2 separate regions of the Gossypium arboreum genome follow, and region 1 is linked to region 2. Evidence: chromatin contacts called from public Hi-C data. All regions are on one chromosome and are shown on one strand. The core of a region is the stretch at or near the end of the contact, and the rest is flanking DNA. Distances in the headings are between cores, read along the strand shown.

Region 1 (5,543 bases), core at 1,869-4,368, 200 kb after region 2:
TAAGTTTAAATTACACTACTTGCATTTGTTGTTTGAATTTTGTCCTGTTATTAAATTTATAATAATATCAATTTAATTATTCATTAAATTCATAAAAAGAGAGAAAAGGCTGTTCAATTCAAAACTAAATGCGAAGGAAAACTTACGAATGGATGAGAGAATCAAATTGATAAAAAAAAAAAAAAAAGAGAGAAATGGAATTATTATAGGAGTGTTTAATAGTAATGTTATGTTTTTCATAGAGTTGGTTGCGATTAAGATGCCTAAATATAACAGCTGGAGCTGATGGGTTTTGATTAGGTCATGATTATTATCTCACAGTAAACATGAGAACAAGAATTCATAATTAAATAATAACATAATTACTACTTTTTAATGTTTTTCTGGAACCCAAGACCCAGATGTAGGGCCAGGGCTTCACCTTGGGGGACTCTGCTACTTTTTATTACTTTTGTTTGTCCTTTTCACCTCTCCATCTCTCCTCTTTTTTTCTTTTTTTTCTTAACTTGTTTTTTCCCCTTTTTGATCTCTATATATCAACTTTTAGTTCCTCACTTCAATTCTATCACTCACCTATGCCATTGTTAATCTTCTTTGGGTGAAATAGATGAGAAGATTGAAAGGAAGCCATTTCTTTTGAGGGGAATGTTGTCTGGCTCGAGGCCATCAACTAGATCTATGGATTTTTTTTTCATATATCAAAGTTTGAGAGATGATGATGATTTAATCATTAATCATAGGTTAATGACGTCGGACCAGGCTTCATTCCCCCCAATTATTTGCTTCCAATTTTGATTATGTTCTCTCGGTAAGTTTTTTCTTTTTGTTTCCCTTTCTTTATTGGTTTTCTCTCGTCTATGTCACATGTAATTTTATGAGTGTATATTTTTTTATTGATTTTTGAAGATTTCTTGTTGATGGGGTTCCTGGAAATCGAGGTTGTTGGGGGTGTGGGCATGAGCAGATTGGTGTAATGATGAAAGATTTTGACTGCTCTTCCCCCCCCCCCCCCTTCTTTTTTTTCTGACTGAAGAAGAAAAGGGTATGAATATGATATGATTATGATTATGATTACCCTTTTACATGGCCATATCTTACATTAGGGTTTTTCTCACTCAAATGATTAACTAATGTAAAAGAAAAAATAATTATTTTATCATTATTGCTATTATTGTATTCCATCTAGGAATAGTATGTTACCATAATCTCTTATCACATTACACTTCCTTATTTTTTTCCCCTTTCTCTATGGATTCAGTGTAGTGTTCATCATTGAACTGATTTATTTTTCATGATGGCTTCAAAAATCTTGTGTCTGCCTGTCTGTCTTTTATCTAAAACCCTGATTTTTTTTCCTTCATTTTTCTTAAAAGACCATGATTTCAGGTTAGGGTTTTCTCTTAAAACACATGTGCTACTTGAGATTCTCTCTTATAGTAGTAATTTTTAACCAGTTTTCAACTCTGGGGATGCTTAAATCGAGGTGTTCTTTGTAACTGTTTCAGGTCTTTTGTTGGTAAAACAAGAAGTGGTGGGTGGTGGATGATAAGGATGCTGGAGCTGTGTAATCTCCGCCATTTATGTTTTGTTTTTATGCTTGCTTTTATCTCTGGTTAACTTTGGTACTTACTATACATGCTGTTAATGGTTTAGAACTGTAGTATCCTTTGCAAGTTTCAAGGCTGAATACATGGAATTCACTCCCTGGCTTGGAAGTATTTGTAAGGAGATTCTACGGTTCTTAGAATTATAAGCAACATTTGATGCTTACCAGCTTTTGATTAAGAGTATGTTTTACACTTCATATTCCTTAAAGAAAAGGAGAGGTATGAGAGAATATTAATAAACTTTAAAAGGAATCAAAAGATTAGTGGTTAATGAGAAGTCTAGGAGAATCAAATCCACTTGCCAATAACTATGCCACTTACTTGGTCTTAATTTTATGAATGAAACACTTCGCATAACTATGAGAGGTTTAGAGCTTAGCATTAGTATTATTTATATAAGAAACTGTTTTTTGTAGTTTGGGACTGATTTTGCTATAAAGAAAGAATGATGTGATGGATTGGACATCTCATTTTTTTGCTTGAATCATGTGGTCTTGTCTCTTACATGATCAGCTGCATCCAGTTTAAAAGCACAAATAATAATGATGGGTCTAATTAATATTTTTGGGGTTTTGTAAACGAAGGTAAGTTAAGAGACCTCGAAATTTATGGTTTGAGAATAAGTTTGGCTTGATAGTCAATTTTAATAATATCATGGTATAACACAAATAATCGTAATTTACAATTTCTTTTGTTCATAGTAATAGTTGAGCAGTGTAAAATCAATACGCCCAACACATAGAACCATGGGGATTTCACGTGTTTCATCTTAAATACATAGCATTGATTCAGAGGACTGATAAAAGAAACAATGCAGAAAAGAAAGGAAAATCAGTGGCAAAAGGAAAAAAAAAAGGCTACTTCGATCTATAATCATTTCTCAAGATAACATAGGATTAAGCATAATTAAGCTTACGTCTTTTTACGATACCAATCGAGGTAAGGCCGTAAAATAGAGAGATAATTTGGAATATGAGTAGTGTGATGATGTTAATTAACGTAGTTTGTTTTAGATGGTGTTGTTATGTAGAATTGTAGGTAAGGGAGGCAGGGGGAACAGGGAGTACACAGAAATCCAAATAGAGAAAGAAAACAGGTGATTTGAAAAGGTGAATGAAAGACAAGCGTCATCAACAGGGTTATGGGTCTCTATATGTATATGCAAGTTAGCTGATTGCTTATTGTATTGTGCATGTTGAAGTAAGGGTTATAACGCTTAGGTTTGGACAAGTTCTGGGAAAAATAAAATATGAAATCTTGCATAAAAGACAAACCAAACTAAAATTAATAAACCCAAACTGAAACTCAAACAAATACTACTATTGGAATAGGTTTTATTTTATTTTTCAACCCTATCCTCTAAGTCTGTCAACAAGGACTGAAGCTGAGGCAAATGCAGCACTGAAATGCCTTTAGTTGTCTGACTCTCTCTCTCTCTCTCTCTCTCTCTCTCTCTCTCTCTCTCTCTCTCTCTCTCATGTTTGCTATTATGCAGTTAAGTCGGCATCAGCATTGACGCCATGGGTTACCCTTTTTAACTGAGCGTAATTAATCATATATGGACTACCCATTGTGTCATGTTACAGTCAGCTGTATGAATTTAAGCCCAAAGTTTGTCATTTTTTGGGGCTTTTTTATTAAAATAATCTAAAAAATTTAATTAATTATTAAAATGACCTTTTTTTTATTAAACACAAAAATAACTTGAAATCTGCAATAAAAATTGGTGAAGCCAAATGATTTAGCGCCACCAACATACCACGTCAACTTCTATAAAAAAAATTATTTTTTTAGTAGAGCCATGTAGAATGGCACCACTTATATAAATACCAGATAAATACTACAATTTTTTGAAAATATGGGCGACTTTAAAAAAAATTATCATTTTTTGGTAGAGCCAATTAATTTGGTGCCACCAGCATGACAGCCACCCTGTTACAAACCTCACTTTGTTTTTTTTTTTTTACTTTTTTTTTAAGTTTTGTCTTTATCTTTATTTATTTATTTTAATTATTATTAATTTTAAAAACTTGAAATGAATATTTGAAATATTTTATAATATATATATTTTAAATTTTAAATATATATATTTGAAATTTTTTCTAAATTTTAAAATTATTTTTAATTTATTTTTAAAATTTTAAAAATTATTTTAAATATTAAATATATTTTTAATAATATAAAACATTTAAATAATTTAAAGATATGTCCTTTCAAATTTATTATTAGTTTTATAATATTTTAAATGTAAATTTTAATTTGTTTTATACTTTTTTAATTTATTTTATAATTTTTAAATATATATTTTAAATATTTTTGAAATTTTAAATATAAAATTTTTATAAATTATTAATTTTAAAATTAATTTTAAAGATATTCAAACATTTTTTTAAAAAGGTTTCAATATGTTTAAAAATAATTTAAAAATCATAATTAAAAAATTATAAAACAAATTAAAATATACATTTAAAATATTATAAAACTAATAATAAATTTGAAAGGTCATATCTTTAAAAATTTAAATGTTTTATATTATTAAAAATAATATTTAAAATTTAGAAAATAATTTCAAATATATATATTTAAAATTTTAAAATATATATTCTAAAATATTTCAAATATACATTTCAAATTTTTAAAATTAATAATAAAAAATAAAGACAAAACTTAAAAAAGTAAAAGAAAATGACAAAAGTAAAAAAGTAATAAAAAAATAATGTAAAAAAAATAACAAGGTGGCTGTGTGGCGCAATTCTAAATGGCTCTACCAAAAAAATTAATTTTTTTGGCATTTTGGTGGAGCCAAATAATTTGACTCCACTAATTTTTATTGTAAATTTCAGGTCATTTACATATTTAATTAAAAAAATAGATCATTTTAATAATTAATTAAAATTTTTAAGTTTTTTAATAAAAAAACCTTAGCATTCTATTCCATAATCTAGCTACAAATCTAGTACATGCATCATTGTCAGCTTATGTGACTCCCCTGGCATATGCTCTACATATCTTTTTGCATTTCCAAAGCAAAACCAAAGAATCTAATTTCAAGCCATGCAATGTGGTGCAACCTTGATCAAATTGCTGTTCTTTTCTTTTCTTTTTTGCATAATAATTTTTTTCCTTCCAATTAAAAAAAATATATATTATTTTAGTCTTTTACTTAATTTTTTATTTTTTTTAGACATTGAATTTATTTTTATTCCAAATCACTCTAAAATAGATAGAAAAGTCAATGTTTTAACTTTCTTGACATGGCATACACATAGATTTTCATGTGGAGGACATGTCAAGATTTAATTAATTTTTAAAATTTTAAAAATTTAAAAATATATAAGAATTATTTTAAAAAGATTAAAATTATTAAAATTATTTAAAAAGTATAAAAATATATATTTTTAAATTTTAAAAATTAATTAAATGCTTACATGTCATTCAAGTGGCAGGCCACATGTATGTCATGTTAACAAAGGTTAATTTTTCCATCAATTTTGAGATAATTTAACAAAAAAATACAAATTTAAGGATTAAAAAATAAAAAATAAAAAATTAAACGAAAGGCTGAAAACAAAGCCAAATAATTGATTATGTTGGTGTAATGTAATGGAATCCCATTCTTCTGTGTGCAATATGTATAGGCTTTGGAGTATTGTGTTTGTATGCTAACATATATGTTTTCAAGAAGTTTGGTTCAGCCCAATTTTAAACTTGGATTAGCCCATTAAATAAAATACAATTCAACCCTTAGATCCAATTAGATTGAAGCCCAATTCCTTCCTTATCTATTTATGAGTTAATTTCACTATACATCCTAAAATTATAACATTTATTTTAAATTGGTCCTCAAACTTTAAAGCATTCTAAATATATCTTCAAATTATTGAGGTTATATCAATAAGAGCATTCAATTATTAAAATCATTAATTTAACCATCAA
Region 2 (6,030 bases), core at 345-2,844:
TTATTTTCATACTACACTGTTGTATCCAGAGGAACTTGTATACAGACATGGTGATGAAGGTTGATTTGTACAATGTAATTTTTTTGGAGATCAATAAACAATGAAGTTAACTTCAGTACACACAGATCATCCTTTTGGAATGAGTCAACTAGGTGAGTTGACTCTACTTAAGTTCTAGGTAAAACTAGCTTGCCTAAACTAAAGGGGCCATCTTTGGCAAAAAAAAAAAAAAAAACTAAAGGGGCCATCATGAATCAATCAGGGATGAGGGTAAAATTAAAAGTATTAAAATGAGCTTTTCATGACCTTCAATGTTGCACATAAAATTGCAAAAGTTGTAATTTTTTTTTTTAAGAAATAGTTTTAGTTATAATATAATTTTTGGATTTTGAACTTGGTAATTAATTCCATTTTAGTACCTATATGTTTTCTTTGTTCACTTTGGTACCTAAATTTAGCAATTAGATTCATTTTGGTTCCTGAATTTGTATTTTGTCAAGAGTTGATGATGTGACCAATATTCTTGAAACATGATTGGATCGGTCTATTTGACCAATTGGGTCTAGAATTGATCAGTGTACTAGTCCAAATAAATGGGTTGAACCAATTGAACTAGAAACTACTCAAAATTGATAAAAAAAATATTAAAAAAATTGGGATAAAAATCAGTAATTGAATAGGTTGAAATAGTGTAATACTTTTCTTTTATTCTTACAAATTTTTAATTAATTATTAATTATTAATTGTTGTTGGTCTAGAAATTAAATTGATCAAACCAATTGGATCGGGAACTAGTGGTTTGACCAGTTCAACCACTGACTTAATTATTAGAATACTGTATGTGACAATCTAATATTGTACCATGTCATTGCCAGAAAATTTATATAAATTTTTTAATTTTCAAGTGATGATGTGGTACAATCTTGGAGCGCCACATTATCAAACTCTTATATTTTTCAAGTTTAGGGACCAAAATAAATTTATTTGTCAAATTTAAGTACTGAAGTGAATAAAAAAAAATTCAACAAAAGTGGACCTAATTCCCAAGTTCAGGATCAAAATTATATTATCCTTAAATTTACACAAACTATTAAGAGATTTGTGTAATTGAATAATGTTTTGTGTAATTAAAAATATAATAATTTGTATAAAAGTTGTAATAATTTTGTAAAATTAGATACCTTAACAAAACATTATAAAAACTGTAATAATTTAATTAATTGGATTATTATTATTATTATTATTTTTGTGATTAGTGTTATACAAAACATCACAAAATATAAAATTTTGTATAAATTGTATAATGCACAAAACATTACAAATGTTACAATAATTTATATAATTGAATAATATTTTATAAAATTGTATAATTATATAGAAATTGTAAAAAGCTATATAATTGAATAATATTTTATGTCATGATAAATTCAAACTATAATTCTCTAGGACAAGGAGAACATTGGTGGGGCTTGTTTAGAAGGACAAAACGTTCGTGTTCATAAAGACGGCAAATTATGAGCCATATAAGCAAAGCATTACTTAGCCCTAAAATGGGCAAAAATATAGTGTCAGATATTGCACCAAAATGATTGAAGACACGATAACAAGGAATCGATCAAAGATTTTCATGAATTTGGGTGTGGCCCAACCTCAGACACTTGCATGTGTCACTATGAACATCTCCCTTACCTAAGAATTGCATTGTAGTACCTCCCCTATTTAGGCTTCACCATCACAATCTCATTATATACTAATCTCCAACATTTCACTTTCGTTAAAGCAACAGTTCAACAAGATTAGGTTTTGTGAACACACCTAGAACTCTTTTAAACTACTTTGCCAAGCAATGTGTAGTCAGAGGCACGAAAGGGCCTTGACCCCCTAGACCAAATGTTAAAATTCTTATTTTTGGCTTTCCAAAAGTAAAACATTCAATTTAAGCATTTTAAGCCTTTAGTTAAATGGAAATTTTGATATTTTTCACCCCTCTAAAAAATAAATAATTTATTTCAAGTATTTTTAACATAATATTTTAACATTAGCTCCCAAAATTTTGTAAATTTATATTGATCTTCCTAAATAAATTTCTTAACTTCGCCCTAACAGGTGTTGAATCTTCCCTTGCATATCTCATACATAGGATCTCATCTAATCCATCTCCATCCCATCATCGCCCACCTAAAAGGCTATTGCGTCTCTTAAGATGAGATTTGTGTTGTGCATATATCAAAACTCTTGATTAAAAGAAAACCAGTCTCACTTATAAACACCCCTCTCTAATTTTATGGAAGGATATTGTTCTTCTTTTTCATTTTCTCCTCTACCTCTCCACTTTCACCATAAACATCCTAGATCTCAATTTTGCTTTCCTTTTTTCCCTCAACATATGTATCTTTTTGTTTTTGAATGAGTTAGATATCACTTTTTTTTAAAAAATAATTAGGGAAATGGAGACATTGGTTGAACAAAAACTGAACACACATACATACGTTTAAAGCTATTTTTAAGCAGGGATGTTTGAAGGGTGGAGGAGACTTCACTTGGGGTGTTTGAGAACAATGAATATCACAATCAATGTCGGGCAATACACAAAAGTACCATTATTGTCTTTCAATCCATGAGCAGCTGCAAAACTACTTATAACAAGTTTACTGCTATTAAACTATTAAAACTAAATCTTTAATCTTCGACTTATACCCAACTAAGCTATTATGGTGCAAAAGTATCTCTTGTATTGATTTAATAATAGGCGGTTAATTAGTTATATAATTATTACAGCGCATTGTTTCTTTCACTTTAGGATTATAAAATTGGAATGCTACATCATTTGTATTTCTTTTAAATGTTTAATGTTATTTTAATTTTTTTACTAAATTCTAATATTTTCTCTTGGAAAAAAATCAAATCTAACTGAAAATGTTGACACTTAAGAGAAAAAGTTAACATCGCATTAAAATATTAAAAGTGATACAGATGATGTGACATCTTAATTTCATATAATCCTTTCTATATATATATATATATATATACCATCGCAATATAAAATTACAAAATAATAATAATAATAATAATAATAAATAATCATGTTTATATTACTATTTTTTTACATAAACATTTTTATTTGAAGTATTTATTTATAATTTAGATAAATTACTCATTTACTCTTCTTTTATTTTTTTAAGTTATTCAATGCCTTCTATTTTTTTATAATTTTTTACATGTTAAATATAAAGTTGGTTTTAAAAACTATCTCTTTATTTGATATTTTACTTAATTGAATTAACTTTTAATGCTACATTTAGTAGGTGTATTATTTTTATGCATGTTTTAATATATGACTGAACAATAAGCTAATTTAATTGATAATATTTAGCCATTCCATAACTTATTTTTAGCAAAGACAGGAAACTTTTTGCTTATTTTGAATAGGTCTTATTTTTTACAAAGAGTTTTTACTCATTTTTCCTAATTTCATGTTTAAAATTATACTAACTATTCTTTATTTTGTATCTAACTATTGTAATACGTATGTAGTAAATAAGTATTTTCCTCATGTTATTACATTAGTAATCAAATGAAACATTAATGTTATAATATTAAAATTAATGAATATTAAATTGTTGAGTTTAAAATATAGTTTTTTTTCTAAAAAGACACATATTAATAATATTTATCAAATTAAAATTATATTTTTAAATATAATAAAATTTAATTACATTGATTGATTAAAGTAGAGCAAATATAAATAGAAAATTACAAAAAATTGAATATTAACAAATTATGCATTAAAACAAATTAATTTTATAATATATAAATAAATAACATGTAATAAATAATTAATAATATTATTTAAATTATAATATATTAATATTAATATTCAAATCATGATGAATTTTTGTATAATTTTAATATTAAATATTTTTAAAATTAAATCTAAATTAATTATATATTTTAAAAATATTTTGTAATTACATCACCTTTTCAATTTATTAATAATTTTTGAAGAAATTCATTAATTTTAAAAAAATACTATCATAAAAATATTATAAATTTAATATACACAAGCATCGCATGTGAATACAAACTAATTAATATATAATTTAGAATGTATACAACATAACCATTTATCTATATTAAAATATATATTTCAATGCTAATTTATCATTCATTTAGTTCGTAATTAATTATGATTACATGTTTATTATCTTAATTTCTTTTCCTTGATGTTGAGATTGAAATACACCAAGAAGGGATGAATTGGTGTTTTAAAAGGTTTTTGAGAAATGACAAAAATCAAACGACTTAAGAAATTATAGTGGTTCGGCCTCAATTGCCTACATCCACTATCTTATCTTTCCTCAACTAAGGATTTTCCAAATCCACTAGATTTGAACCTTTAAAAACAATGTTTAACCTTACAAATCCCTATCTTTTCAAAGGTAAGATAGAACCACCTCCCCTTAAGGTTTTCTACTCAAAACCTTAAGTAACACCTCATAAATGAGAGAAAAATATGATGAATAAGATGATACCTCTAAAAGGTAGATAATAAAAAATTAAGCACTCTCACACAAAGTTACACTTGAAAGAATATAGAAAATTTAATCCACAAGTGTGTACAAGAAATATTTAGTAAAAAATTGAAAAAGATTGACAAATTGAGTTCTTGTTAAGTTAGGCACTTGTTTCTTATCTTTTGTTGACTTCAATGGGGAGCCTTGACCCTGTATTTAAGTCCTCTATCAACCTTATGGACGTTTGCAGTCATTAGAAACAAATTAGAGTCGTTGTAGCCATAAAAAATAGTATTAAATGCAGTATGTAGCTTCGTTGTACCAGTAGAAGGAATCTTGTATTGGTAGAAGGCTTTCCAAAATATGACCGTTGGGCTCATTTTATCAGTATAAGTTCCCTTGTATCAGTAAAACTCTGAAAGTTTCATTCAGTATTGGTAGAACCAATCAGAGTATCGATAGAAGTGTAGGGGATGTTGAACTTTGGCTACTATCTTGACTTGTTTTGATACAAGTCCTCAAGGTATCAGTAGAACTCTGGTGGTTTCAACTCGTATCGGTAGAAGCCATCAGAGTTTTAGTAGAAATGTTGGAAAGGATGAACCTTAGCTACTGTTTTGACTTATTGCGGTAGAAGTCCTCAAGCTAGCGGTAGAACTCTAAGGATATCGGTAGATCTGACCAGGGTGGCTATAGAAGTCCTAGGCCAAAAGTACCTTGCTTACTGGAGTACGTTCTACTGATAGAAGTTCGGGTTGCATCAGTAGAATTCTGTAGCCTTTCCGAGGTGATTTTCACCTTGAGTTCTACCGATACTTGTCCACCTAAGTATTGGTAGAAGTCATTCAGACTTCAAAAACTCGTTAAAAGATAAGTTAATTCAAGGCTTTTTAACAATTTATTTTGTCCAACACTTTGAAAATAATTTTAAGGACTTATAAATAATTTTTGCAAATTTAAGTAGGGGATTTTTAATATTCTTTTTGTTATATCAAAATACTTCAAAAACTAGAGCTAACAATTGAAAAACTAGAGCTAACAATTTCCGCCTTTTTTATATAAAAAAAACATTTTAAAAATTTGCTAACTCCCCCTATCTTAAACATTATTTTCAAAGTAAGCTCCCTTTTTAAAAAAATATTTTAGACATCATTTCATTTAACTTTCCAACTTAAGAATTTGGCTTTAAGATTAAGTTGAAAGAATTTGTTGTGAAGTAATTTTGCATTATTCTCTCCCCTTTTTGTAATATCAAAAAGAATGTTTGCTTGAAAAACTAACTTAAACATTTGAAGACGTTAAGCAAAAATGAAGCAACTAAAGGCAAACAAAAGAAAAATAAACAATGGAAGTACATTTTAAACAAAAGCATCCAAATGCAATAAAGATAAAAAAAAAACAAAAACATCCTAAAGCAACCAAATATACAACCAATATTAATATCCGAAATATCCAAAGAAAGACAACCAAGCAACTCAAAAGAGTGATATAATCCAACCAAAAAACATATAAAAAT

Evidence for each region. A called contact is a pair of places that touch in the nucleus more often than the background predicts.
Region 1: a contact with region 2 is called in a Hi-C map of leaf, with 2.5 times the contacts expected there. The contact joins two enhancer-like sites. A contact is called at or near these places in 2 of 5 Hi-C or Micro-C datasets (both in leaf).

What each region holds. Positions count from the first base shown.
Region 1 is chr1:30,932,408-30,937,950 of ASM2569848v2, forward strand. LOC108472640 (a long non-coding RNA gene) reads left to right here and starts at 14. Exons shown (of 2, transcript XR_001869576.2): 1 at 14-808; 2 at 1,506-1,785. Within about 2 kb of position 3,119, at least 1 of the 2 cell types and tissues checked has an H3K27ac peak or open chromatin away from gene starts, as enhancers often do. A contact at or near this core is called in leaf, where this site is marked.
Region 2 is chr1:30,738,472-30,744,501 of ASM2569848v2, forward strand. LOC108471135 (embryogenesis-associated protein EMB8-like) reads left to right here. Exons shown (of 8, transcript XM_017772727.2): 8 at 1-120. Among protein-coding and RNA genes, the nearest start is that of LOC108471135, 6.9 kb to the left of the region's middle. Within about 2 kb of position 1,595, at least 1 of the 2 cell types and tissues checked has an H3K27ac peak or open chromatin away from gene starts, as enhancers often do. A contact at or near this core is called in leaf, where this site is marked.